2 separate regions of the Mus musculus genome follow, and region 2 is linked to region 1. A link is a contact called in public HiChIP or PLAC-seq data. All regions are on one chromosome and are shown on one strand. The core of a region is the stretch at or near the end of the contact, and the rest is flanking DNA. Distances in the headings are between cores, read along the strand shown.

Region 1 (4,970 bases), core at 1,706-4,205:
AGAATCCAACTTAAAGTCTTGGCCATGCTAGGCAAGTACTTTGGTATTGAGCTATATCCCCAACCCAGAAACTTTTTAAAAGTTACTAGAATTAGAATTCATCAGTTAAGAATGTTTATTTTAGGACTGGAGAGATGGCTTAGCACTTAAGAGCACTGACAGCTCTTCTGAAGGTCCTGAGTTCAAATCCCAGCACATGGTGGCTCACAACCATGGTGGAGATCTGATACCCTCTTCTGGTGTGTCTGAAGACAGCTACAGAGTACTTACATATAACAATAAATCTTTTTTAAAAATGCTTACTGCTCCTATACAGGCGTGGGGTTCAGTTCCCAGCACCCACATCCATCTGGTAACTCATAACTGCCTGGATTTCCAACTCCACGGGATCCTCTTCTGGCCTCTTCAGACACCTGTATTCACCAGCCGTCCTACCCAACACCCCCCACAAATTGATAAAAAATAAAAATCTAAAGCAAGCTATTAATATCTACAGACAATGGATGCTAATTAGAGCTGTAATTGCACACAAAAATGTTTTTAATTCTGTATCTTCCCTCTCCCTGTCCCCTACATTCCTATTCCAGGGAGCTGGGGCAGGGCACCCTGAGCCTGGCCACCATAGAGTTCCCAATGTAGGTGAAGTTGGAGTGGTGGTCCAGGGCCTGGTGTGGGATCTCTCTCTACAGGCTTCTCCTGGGGCGTGGGCAGTTCTGCCTACCAGACAGAAGGTGCATGGGACGAGGATGGGAAAGGGCCCAGCATCTGGGATGCCTTCACACATGGCAGAAAGGAACAGGTGCTAGGAGGTGACACAGCAGACACAGCCTGTGACAGCTACTATAAAGTTCAGGTGCGTGAAGGGGGTTGTGTGTGCCATCCTGCCTGAGAGGTGGTGAGTGGCATATGGGGGCATCTCACTGACAATATCAACCTGATGTTCTGCTAAACAAACTGTACCCAGCACAGCCCAAGAGAGCGCGAGGCAGTGGTGGATGAGGCTGGGAGTGCCAGGGTGTAGGAAGAGGAAAAATGAGAAGGGCCAGCAACCAGGTGCCAAAACAACAACAACAACAACAACAACAACAACAACAAACAGTGACTTGGCCCCAAAACCTGCAGGAGGGCATGGGGCAGCTCACTCTCAGATCCCCTGTTCTCCTTCAAGTTTACAGACAATCTTGCATGGACTTCTGTATGTGATCACATTGCCCAGTGTGGAGCCGGAACTCATAGTATCGTCATTTTAGAGGACATCCTTGAGGCCCCCAAGACTTGTCTCCTGCTCCCTCATAGCCCAGGTGACCTATCCCTGCTTCCCCACCCTATCTATACAGGAGGACATTGCCCTGCTGAAGGAACTACAAGTCAGCCACTACCGATTTTCCCTGTCTTGGCCGCGGCTCCTGCCCACGGGGGTCAGAGGTGAGTGATAACAGTCCCTCCCCAGGCTCTGTGGGGATCAGTGTCAGGCAAGGGTGACCAGCCCAGGAGCATGGGCTCAGCAGGTAACTGAGCTCCAGGTATATCGATGGCATTCTTCTATGGCTCAGGACACTGGGCTATGGTTGCTTCAGCCTGCAGAAGGCCAGGAGACCCAAGAATGTTGTGCCCCAGAGGAAAGCCCTGAGTTCTGTTTCACTTACAGCTGAACAGGTGAACAAGAGAGGAATCAAATTCTACAGCGATTTCATTGACGCTCTCCTGAAGAGCAACATCACCCCCGTTGTGACCTTGCACCACTGGGACCTACCACAGGTGAGGCCTTGGTTCAGCAGGAGGGAGCCTGGTGTGAGGACTAACAGTGTCCAAAAAAACGGCCAGAGCCTAGAGTCTGACTCTGGTCAGAAAGATGTGGTGAGTGGTTGTCTTAACTTATTTGTGCTGCTCTGACAGAATGCCACAGCCTGGTGAAGTTAAAATCATTATTAGCTTGTCTTAGTTCTAGGGACTGGCCTGTGCTTCCAAAATGGTGTCTTGAACACTGCGTCCTCTAGGGGGCGCTGTGTCCCCACGAGGCAGAGGCAGAAGGGAGAAAGGCATGAACTAGCTATGTCGGTTTTTTTTACTGGATCCTGTTCGTGTGGAGGGTTCATAACATCCATGGGGCTGGAGAGATGGCTCATTGGACCGTCTTCAGCACTCACATAAAAAGCCAGGCATGGCGGGTAGGATGTGCCTGTAATCCTAGCATTTGGTGAGATGGCCATCCAACGTAGCAGAATCAAATCCCTGAGTTTCCGTCTCAAAAATAATCTGGAGAGTAATTAAAATACCTGAAGTTGCCGGGCGGTGGTGGCGCACGCCTTTAATCCCAGCACTTGGGAGGCAGAGACAGGAGGATTTCTGAGTTCAAGGCCAGCCTGGTCTACAAAGTGAGTTCCAGAACAGCCAGGACTACACAGAGAAACCCTGTCTCGAAAAAAAACAACAACAAAACAAAAAAACTCAAAACCTGAAGTTGATTCAGCCCCCACTCTCGGTACATAGACACTTACAAAGCATTATCTGGGAGGCTATGCTGCTTGTAGTAAATGAAGAGTGGGATCCTAATGTTTCCCAGAACATTCGGCATAAGGAAAAAAATAGTCCTGTGTCTATGTATGCTGTTGGGTACTGAACCCAGGACCCTGTACTTGCTAGGCAAGCCCTCTACCCCTGAGCTAAAGAAGCGTAAACGCGTTTGGACTCAGGTTTGGTGACACAGTGTATTCCCCCAGTTTTTTTCATTTCCTTTGTTTGAGGCAGAACCTCTTGCCCTCGTCCATAGCCACCATGCCCAGCCATATACCAGAATGCTTCAGAAAATCGCTGTCAACATTCAGGCAGTTTTCCTTCCTTCACCTGGGCCCCACAGAGGTCACAGCCAAGCCATTGGTATAACAGTCTGTGACCTGTACCAGTCGGTGCTGGGTCCAGAGGTCTGTGGAGGGGGAAGGAGAAGGGAGGTACTACTCCGGGCACAGAAGGATAAAAGGAGGAGCCGGGAACCATGAAGGCTTCTGAGTGGGAGGGACTTGCTGTGGGGCGGGGCTAGAGGCTGGAGGCGTGGCCTGAGACTTCCAGCTGCCAGCTACTGCAACTGGAAACTGGGTTGCAAAGCTACCAGTTAGCTGGGGCAGAGGACACAATAGGCTTGCAGTTTTTCCACTATGGGCTTCTGCCATAGAGGTTTTTATTACCTCACACTAATAGCAGAGGCTCCAGGCAGTGCCTTGACTTCAGTAAGACCCTCCGAATCCTCCCCAGCGCTCTCCTACCAGCGACAGGCCTCCTCCAGCTGTCACAATGAATATTCTAGACGTTCCCCAATATCACATCTCACCTGGGATCCACTCACCCAGACCTCAATCTTGCTAAGTACGTGAGGATGACCCTGAACTTTTTTTTTTTTTTTTTTTTTTTTTTTTTAGATAAGATCTCAAAAAATCGTGGCTGGAACTCACTTTGTAAACCAGGTTGGCCTCAAACTCAGAGATCCACCTGCCTCTGCCTCCCGAGTGCCGAGATTAAAGGCGTGCGCGACGGTTGCCAGGCTACCCTGAATTTCTGATCCTCCTGCATCTACCTCCTGAGTGCTAGGCTGAGAGGCACGTGCCCCTAGGCCTGTCAGCTTCTTCCTAAGCAGGCATTTCCAGCTTCCTCTGATCCCTCCAGTTAGGCTTAAAGGATGCTCCCTTGCAGCAGAGCCTCTGTGCTCCTCCCACACCCCCCTGTATCTTTGCTTCCATTCTTTTTTTTTTTCTTTCTTTCTTTTTTTTTTTTTTTTTTTTTTGGTTTTTCCAGACAGGGTTTCTCTGTATAGCCCTGGCTGTCCTGAAACTCACTCTGTAGACCAGGTTGGCCTCGAACTCAGAAATCCCTCTGCCTCTGCCTCCCGACTGCTGGGATTAAAGCCACCACAGCCGGCTCTTTGCTTCCATTCTTACATTATAGTCACCCATGCTTTACCCAGAGACTTTGCCAACCTACTCCATAGTCTCCCCAGGGCACCAGCCTCTCTCTCTGTTGACAGATGCTCCAGGTAGCATACGGCGGGTGGCAGAATGTGAGTATGACCCGATACTTCAGTGACTATGCTGACCTATGCTTTGAGGTCTTTGGGGACCGAGTGAAGCATTGGCTCACATTCAGTGATCCTCGGGTAAGTAGAGCCTCTTCTTCATATGGGGAGACAGGGAGGTACCCTGCTGTCTCTCGCGATCCTGGGGTCCCCATTGCTGTCTCTGCAGACAATGGTAGAAAAAGGTTATGAGACCGGTCTCCACGCACCAGGCCTGAGGCTCCAGGGCACTGGCCTATATGTGGCTGCACACCATATCATTAAGGTAAGGCCGGATCCTTCTTAGGCTCCAGGAGGGGTCATTGTCTCAGGGGTCACACTGATCCTCTACCACATCAGATATGCTCTCAGTGCCAGCCCACTTCGGCAGAGGTTCTACAGTGGGTACTGTTTATGATCTTAGCAAGAGGATAGGGGACATTTGGAAACTTTATAAACTCAGTGAGGAATCACCGGTGAAGGGAAGGGGGTACGGGGCAGTAGATAAGGCCAAACCCTGCAAGGATAGAAGGAAAAAACCAGAGGACGTGAAGAGCAGCGGGAAGGATCAGGGCAGTCACTGGTCAAGGCCTGCGGTTTTGGAAGGAAGAGGGAGGAACAGTTTGGAAGCATCAAGGAAGCAAGGCAGAACCGGTCTTTTCCAGTTTAAGGTACCTGGGCTGGGGAAGGGGGTTGGTCTCCGCTTGATGACTTACAGAGGAAATCTTCAGGGCTGCCAATTGGCTATCAGAGCGTGGGTGGGAAGAAGGAGTTCAGAGAAGATGCTTAGCATATACGGAAGGCCAAAGGGGAGAAGAGACAGTGGCTTGCCTACAAGACACGGGTGGAGTGATGTTGGGGATGCAAAGTCTGGCGGAACTTGTCCCAGTGGACACTTGGCTGGCAGGATAGACTATGGTGACACACT
Region 2 (4,970 bases), core at 1,020-3,519, 980 kb after region 1:
GGACTTTGGTTCTGTTCTCTGAGATGGAAGCCTGACAGAGCTGTGACGGGAACTGGCTGCTGTTTGGACCAAGACACACAAAGAGGAAAGGCCAGAAACAGCAAGGTGGCAGGGAGGTGCCATAACAATTCAGGTGAGAGGTGAGGACGGAAAAGCAGGTGGAGAGGGGTCAAGGGTGAGTGTACGATTTGATTTCAATTTTGACGTGAGCCTCAAGGCCCTGGAGGCAGCTCAGCAGGTAAAGCCCAGGGGACATTCCAAAGTTGTCCTCTGACCTCCAGGTTTGACCCCACACAAATCACACACATATACATTAATAATTAATAATTCAAAAATATTGGATCTGAGCTACAGGAAGAATGTTGTGGTTCTAGGAAGCAAGACAGCAGTCTGGAGGTGGCAGGAGGGATGGGAAGATCAGGATGTAAACTGCTGAGCAGGAACTGGAAATGCAAGCTTGGGGAGAAGGTTCAGGCTGGAGGTATCTGCTCAGCATCACTCCTATAAAGATGAGAGCCCTGTGGACCAGGGCTGAGGACCGGGAGATCACTTGGTTTCAAGGAAGGAGTAATCGAATGAATTGCTAATGATAGCCCTGGGATAAAACGAGGCTGAGGCAGGACCTTGCCAGGGTCCCTTAGATCTGCTAAGTACAGACATAGTGGGACTGCGGCTCAGCTGGCTGAGTATGTGATTAACCTGTGAGGAGCCCTGGTTTCAGAGCCCCGCTATCATTAACAGGGCCTGGGGGTGCATACTGGTCATCCCAGCACTCCAGAGGCAGAGGCCAGAGGATCAAAGGCTCAAGGACATCTTTGACTACATAATGGGTTTGAGGGTACAGGAACTTCTTCCTCCCCAAAAGGGATAGAACTTACTGGCAGCATGTGAGCCGGAATGGAAATGATTCTAAATCATGGGGATGCCAATGGATACAAGAAAAGGAAGAATGTAGCATTTTTCCTTTAAAAAAAAATTTTTTTTTATGTGTATGTGTGTACTTGCATGAGTTTATGTGCACCATGTGCAGGAAAGTGCCTACAAAGCCCAGAAGAGGGCATCAGATTCATTGGAAATGGAATTACAGATGGTTATGGCTGTCATATGGGTGCTGGGAGCAGAACCCAGGTCCTTTGTTAGGGCAGGAAGCACTCTAGCCACTGGGCCACCTCTCTAGCCTCAAAATCCGGATATATATATATAATTTTTATTTATTTTAAATTGTATCTAATTGTGTGTCTGCTTGTAGGTGCAGATGCCACAGAGCCCAGTGGTATCAGACCTCCTGGAGCTAGAGTTACAGACTGATGTGAGTCGCCTGGGTGGGTACCGGAACCAAATCTAGGTCCTCTGCAAATGCAATAAGCACTCTAACCGCTGAGCCATCTCTCCCATCACAAACGCATCATTTTAAATAGACGTTTAGTATGTTTTTCTCTCCCCAACCCAACCTGACATTTGATTCCCCCAGCTTTAGACACACTGAGGCAACTAACCTGGCCAGCTCAGTTGGAAAAGAGGCAGTTCTGAAAAAGAGAGTGGACCGGTGGAGGCTCAACACCATTAGCAGGCCCTGCACCTGCTGCTTTAAGCCTCCTGTCCTTAGGGAGTCCCCACTACAAACCCAAATATTCCCAGTATGCAGGTATGTAAAATGGTGGTAAGCAAGTCTTCGTTGTCCCTCACAGAGGTGGAACACAGTACAGACTGGGTTGGCTACTGAGGAGGAAGGAAGGAAGCCAAGAGAATCCCTCAGCTTGGCATGGAAGAGGTAGCGGGGACAAGGAATTGTAGTGTCCTCAGAGAGTCTGTTGGTGCAGCCTGTGGAGAGGCTAAACAGGATTCAGGTCAGGCTGTGAGTTGGAAAAGGACAGGTCTCAGTGAACTGAGCCTGGAACAGAGGTGGAGGCGACCCTGAAGGTAGAGTCATGGTAGGGTTAGGGAACAGAGATCCAGAGGCTCAGGTAAAAAGATGAACAGAAAGGAGCCTGAGGTGACCCGAGGAGCGGGAGGCTCCCGCGTGCTGAGTGAGCCGCAGGAGCAGGCTGGTGGCGCGCGGGCGCGTGTCCCCTGTGGTGCAGGGTGGCCACACTGGCGGGGCGCCCCCGCGTGGGCCGCTAGCCCAAGATGGCGATGGAGGGGCGGGCGAGCTGGCCGCGGCCCCGGCCCCCGCGCCGGCCCCCGCTCGGGCCCCGGCCCCGGAGGCCGCGCCCCCGCCCGCGGCGCCGCGCCTCCCGGAGCCACTGACGCCCGGCGCGCCCTCCCCCGGCGGCGGCCCAGGCGCCCGGACGCGGCGGCAGCGGCCCGAGCCCGGCCCTATGGCGCGGGCGGACACGGGCCGCGGGCTCCTGGTGCTGACCTTCTGCCTGCTGTCCGCGCGCGGTAAGGGCCCGGGTGGCCGCAGTCGCGAGTGGGCGTCCCCGGCGCCCGCGATGCTTGCGCGCCGGGGGCTGTGGGGACTTGCCCCCAGGGGGTGTGTGTCCTTGCTGTGCACAGCCTGGCACCGTGCGTGTCCCCCTGCGCGTGGCCCTTGTGCATGTGAGGTTTGCATGTGTGTGTCCTGCGGGGGTGGGGGTGTCCTGCGGGGGAACGTGTCCACAGCGCGTGCCTAAGGCGCCGGGTAGCATCGCCAGCGCGCGGGTGGCTGCAAGCGGGACATGATTCTGCCCTGCCCGCAAGCGTCTCGCGGTCGCGAGTGTGCCTGAGAGAGCGGGCGGGGAGGGAGTGTACACTTACACCTCCATTTGTGTCGGGTGCGTGTGTAACTGGATGGGACTGAGCTAATATTTGGCCTTGGCTTTTGGGGAGTGTCCTTGCTCTTGATGGGGGCGGCGGTGAGAAAAACCACACTCAACTTTGCCCAATGGGTGTGGCCCCTGGGGCCAGCTAGGGAGGTTGGGGGAATGTGGAGGTGTTGTGGACCCAAACCCAGGGTTCGGAGTGGGGCTGGGGGAAGGGCAGGAAACCAGTTGCTTTGCCGAACGCGTCCAACACTCGCTCTCTGGATGGGACGCGTGTCACTCCTGCCCCACCCCCAAGGGCGGACCAGGGAAGCGTGGACGAGATCAGCAAGGCCCCCTCCAGTGCCCAGGTCCTAGTGTTGGGTAGGGTCAAGGGTAAGGATCACAACTGTCCACACCAAAGAAAGGACTGGGGGCGGGGGGAGACGAAGTGTCCAAGTGTGTATGCCAAAGCTGTTTTTACCACCCCCGGCCCTCTCACTCTCAGTGGGGTGTGCGTTTGGGGGACAGCCCAAAGGAGGTTAGGTGGTAGGGCCTGGAGGGGGATGGGCTGCCCGCTTTGTTCGATTACTTCTTGCCTTCCCTGCCGAGGGGGGAGTTAAGGATGTGTCCGGGGCGAGTCGGGGAGGGACTTGGCAGTGGGGGTGGGGAGGGGGATTTTTCTCCAGCTGCTGCGGCTTTCCAGAGAGACTGGGCCAGGCCACGTGGGAGGGAGACAGGGAGGGAGGCGGGGGGTGGTGGAAAGGAGCCTCCGCTGGGCCAACCCCAGGCCCATCTCCAGGAAAACAGCGGGTGGGAGAGTGCTGGAAACAGCTCGGACCCTTGCTCTCCCCGCAAGACACGCCCCTTTCCCTCCGAGACCCTGAACCCGGCTGGGAGCCCATAGAAGCTCGGTGCGTGGGGCTGGGCCGCAGAAGCGGGAGGGCCCGGAGTTGTCAGGTGAACGCGGCGCCAGGGAAATGTCAGAGAGGTGTCTTGTCTGTCTTTGCGGAGCCCAAAGGATTAAGGAATAGTTGCACTTCCCCTCCTCCTCTTCCTCCTCCTCCTCCTCCCTCCTGTTCTTCCCAAAGCTCCAGGAACGCGGGATCCTGGCTGGCAACCGCACCCGCGCTTTATTAAATACTTCTGAGGCTTCAGGCCGGGACACCGGGTAGAGTGTTGGGAGACTGGACTCTTCTTCCCAGTGAACTGACTGAGGAGCGGGCATTGGGATTCTCCCTGTCTGCTACCTGACTGGCTACTGCAACTACTATTCTTACCCTGGTTTAACCTCCTTTGAGTGTGTAAACCTCTGCAGTCTGCAGACACCCCTACAGAGTGGAGGTCTTCCCTTCTTTTCACAGTATTTGCTGAGCACTCTTTATAGGTTAACATGTGCCTGATGCCCAGAACGTGGTGAATAAGGCCCTAGACCCAGACTGTCCGTCATAGGGTCAGGACAAGGAGCCAGGACTAGCAAGGTACTGCAGAAGAGAGGCTCCTCCTGGGGAGACCTGGAAAGGTTCTGAAGAAAACGATGGAGAGAGGAAAAGCCAGCCCTGCAGAGGGAGGAGTCTTCCAGATCAAGCAGGGGGTGCCAACGCTGGGAGGCGATTTAATTCACATCATTGCATCAAGCTAAATCTGGCTGGAGTTTAGAATATGGCGGTGGGAGTTGGGCAGGTGGGGGAGGGGTGGGCCTCATATCCAGAGAGGAGGCGAAGGAGGAAGTCCCAGCTCACAAAGTGCAGTGCCAGTCTCACTGAAGTTTCTGGCCTGAGACCCTCCTGCCCCACTGAGGGAAGCGCCCCTGTCCTGGGGAAGAGGTGGCCATCCAAGAGAGAGTGGTGGCAGCCAGTGGAATAGTAGCTTGGGTGGCTGGATTCTAAAGATACTGAGCAAGTGGAATCAGTAGGGTGTGAGCATAGACTGACGACTTTTTGTTTGTTATTTTATTATATGTGTTCGTCTATGCACCATGTATGTGTGCCCAGTGCCTGTGGAAGCCAGCTGATAGTGTCAGATCCACTGGAACTGCAGTTACATGGTTGGGAGCCACCATGTGGGTGCTGGAAACTGGACCCAGGTGGTCATGACGCGTAGCCAGTGCTTTTGACCACTGAGGCATCCCTCCAGGCCCTGTAGTGGGGTTTTTAAGGAGTGAGGAAAGTCAAACGTAACAGTCTTCCCAGCAAAGCCAACATGAGCAGAATGAAGGGCAGTACCAGGGATAGGTACAATGGCAGTGGT

The links. HiChIP or PLAC-seq counts read pairs in DNA pulled down with a chosen protein or histone mark.
Region 2: a contact with region 1 is called in an H3K27ac HiChIP or PLAC-seq map of epiblast stem cells, with 5 times the contacts expected there. The contact joins the promoter of Igdcc4 here to the enhancer-like site in region 1. A contact is called at or near these places in 2 of 39 promoter capture datasets (hippocampal neurons and liver), 3 of 115 datasets of contacts at active chromatin or transcription factors (embryonic stem cells, epiblast stem cells and pancreatic cancer cells) and 1 of 9 other capture datasets (liver).

Annotation. Positions count from the first base shown.
Region 1 is chr9:64,118,091-64,123,060 of GRCm38.p6, forward strand. It overlaps Lctl (lactase-like), which reads left to right. Exons shown (of 14, transcript NM_145835.2): 3 at 690-853; 4 at 1,338-1,425; 5 at 1,649-1,758; 6 at 4,016-4,144; 7 at 4,233-4,328. Among named protein-coding and RNA genes, the nearest start is that of Lctl, 3.4 kb to the left of the region's middle. Within about 2 kb of position 2,956, at least 58 of the 459 cell types and tissues checked have an H3K27ac peak or open chromatin away from gene starts, as enhancers often do. A contact at or near this core is called in embryonic stem cells, epiblast stem cells, liver and 1 more, where this site is marked.
Region 2 is chr9:65,099,217-65,104,186 of GRCm38.p6, forward strand. Igdcc4 (immunoglobulin superfamily, DCC subclass, member 4) reads left to right here and starts at 2,270. Exons shown (of 20, transcript NM_020043.3): 1 at 2,270-2,382. The coding sequence starts at 2,319.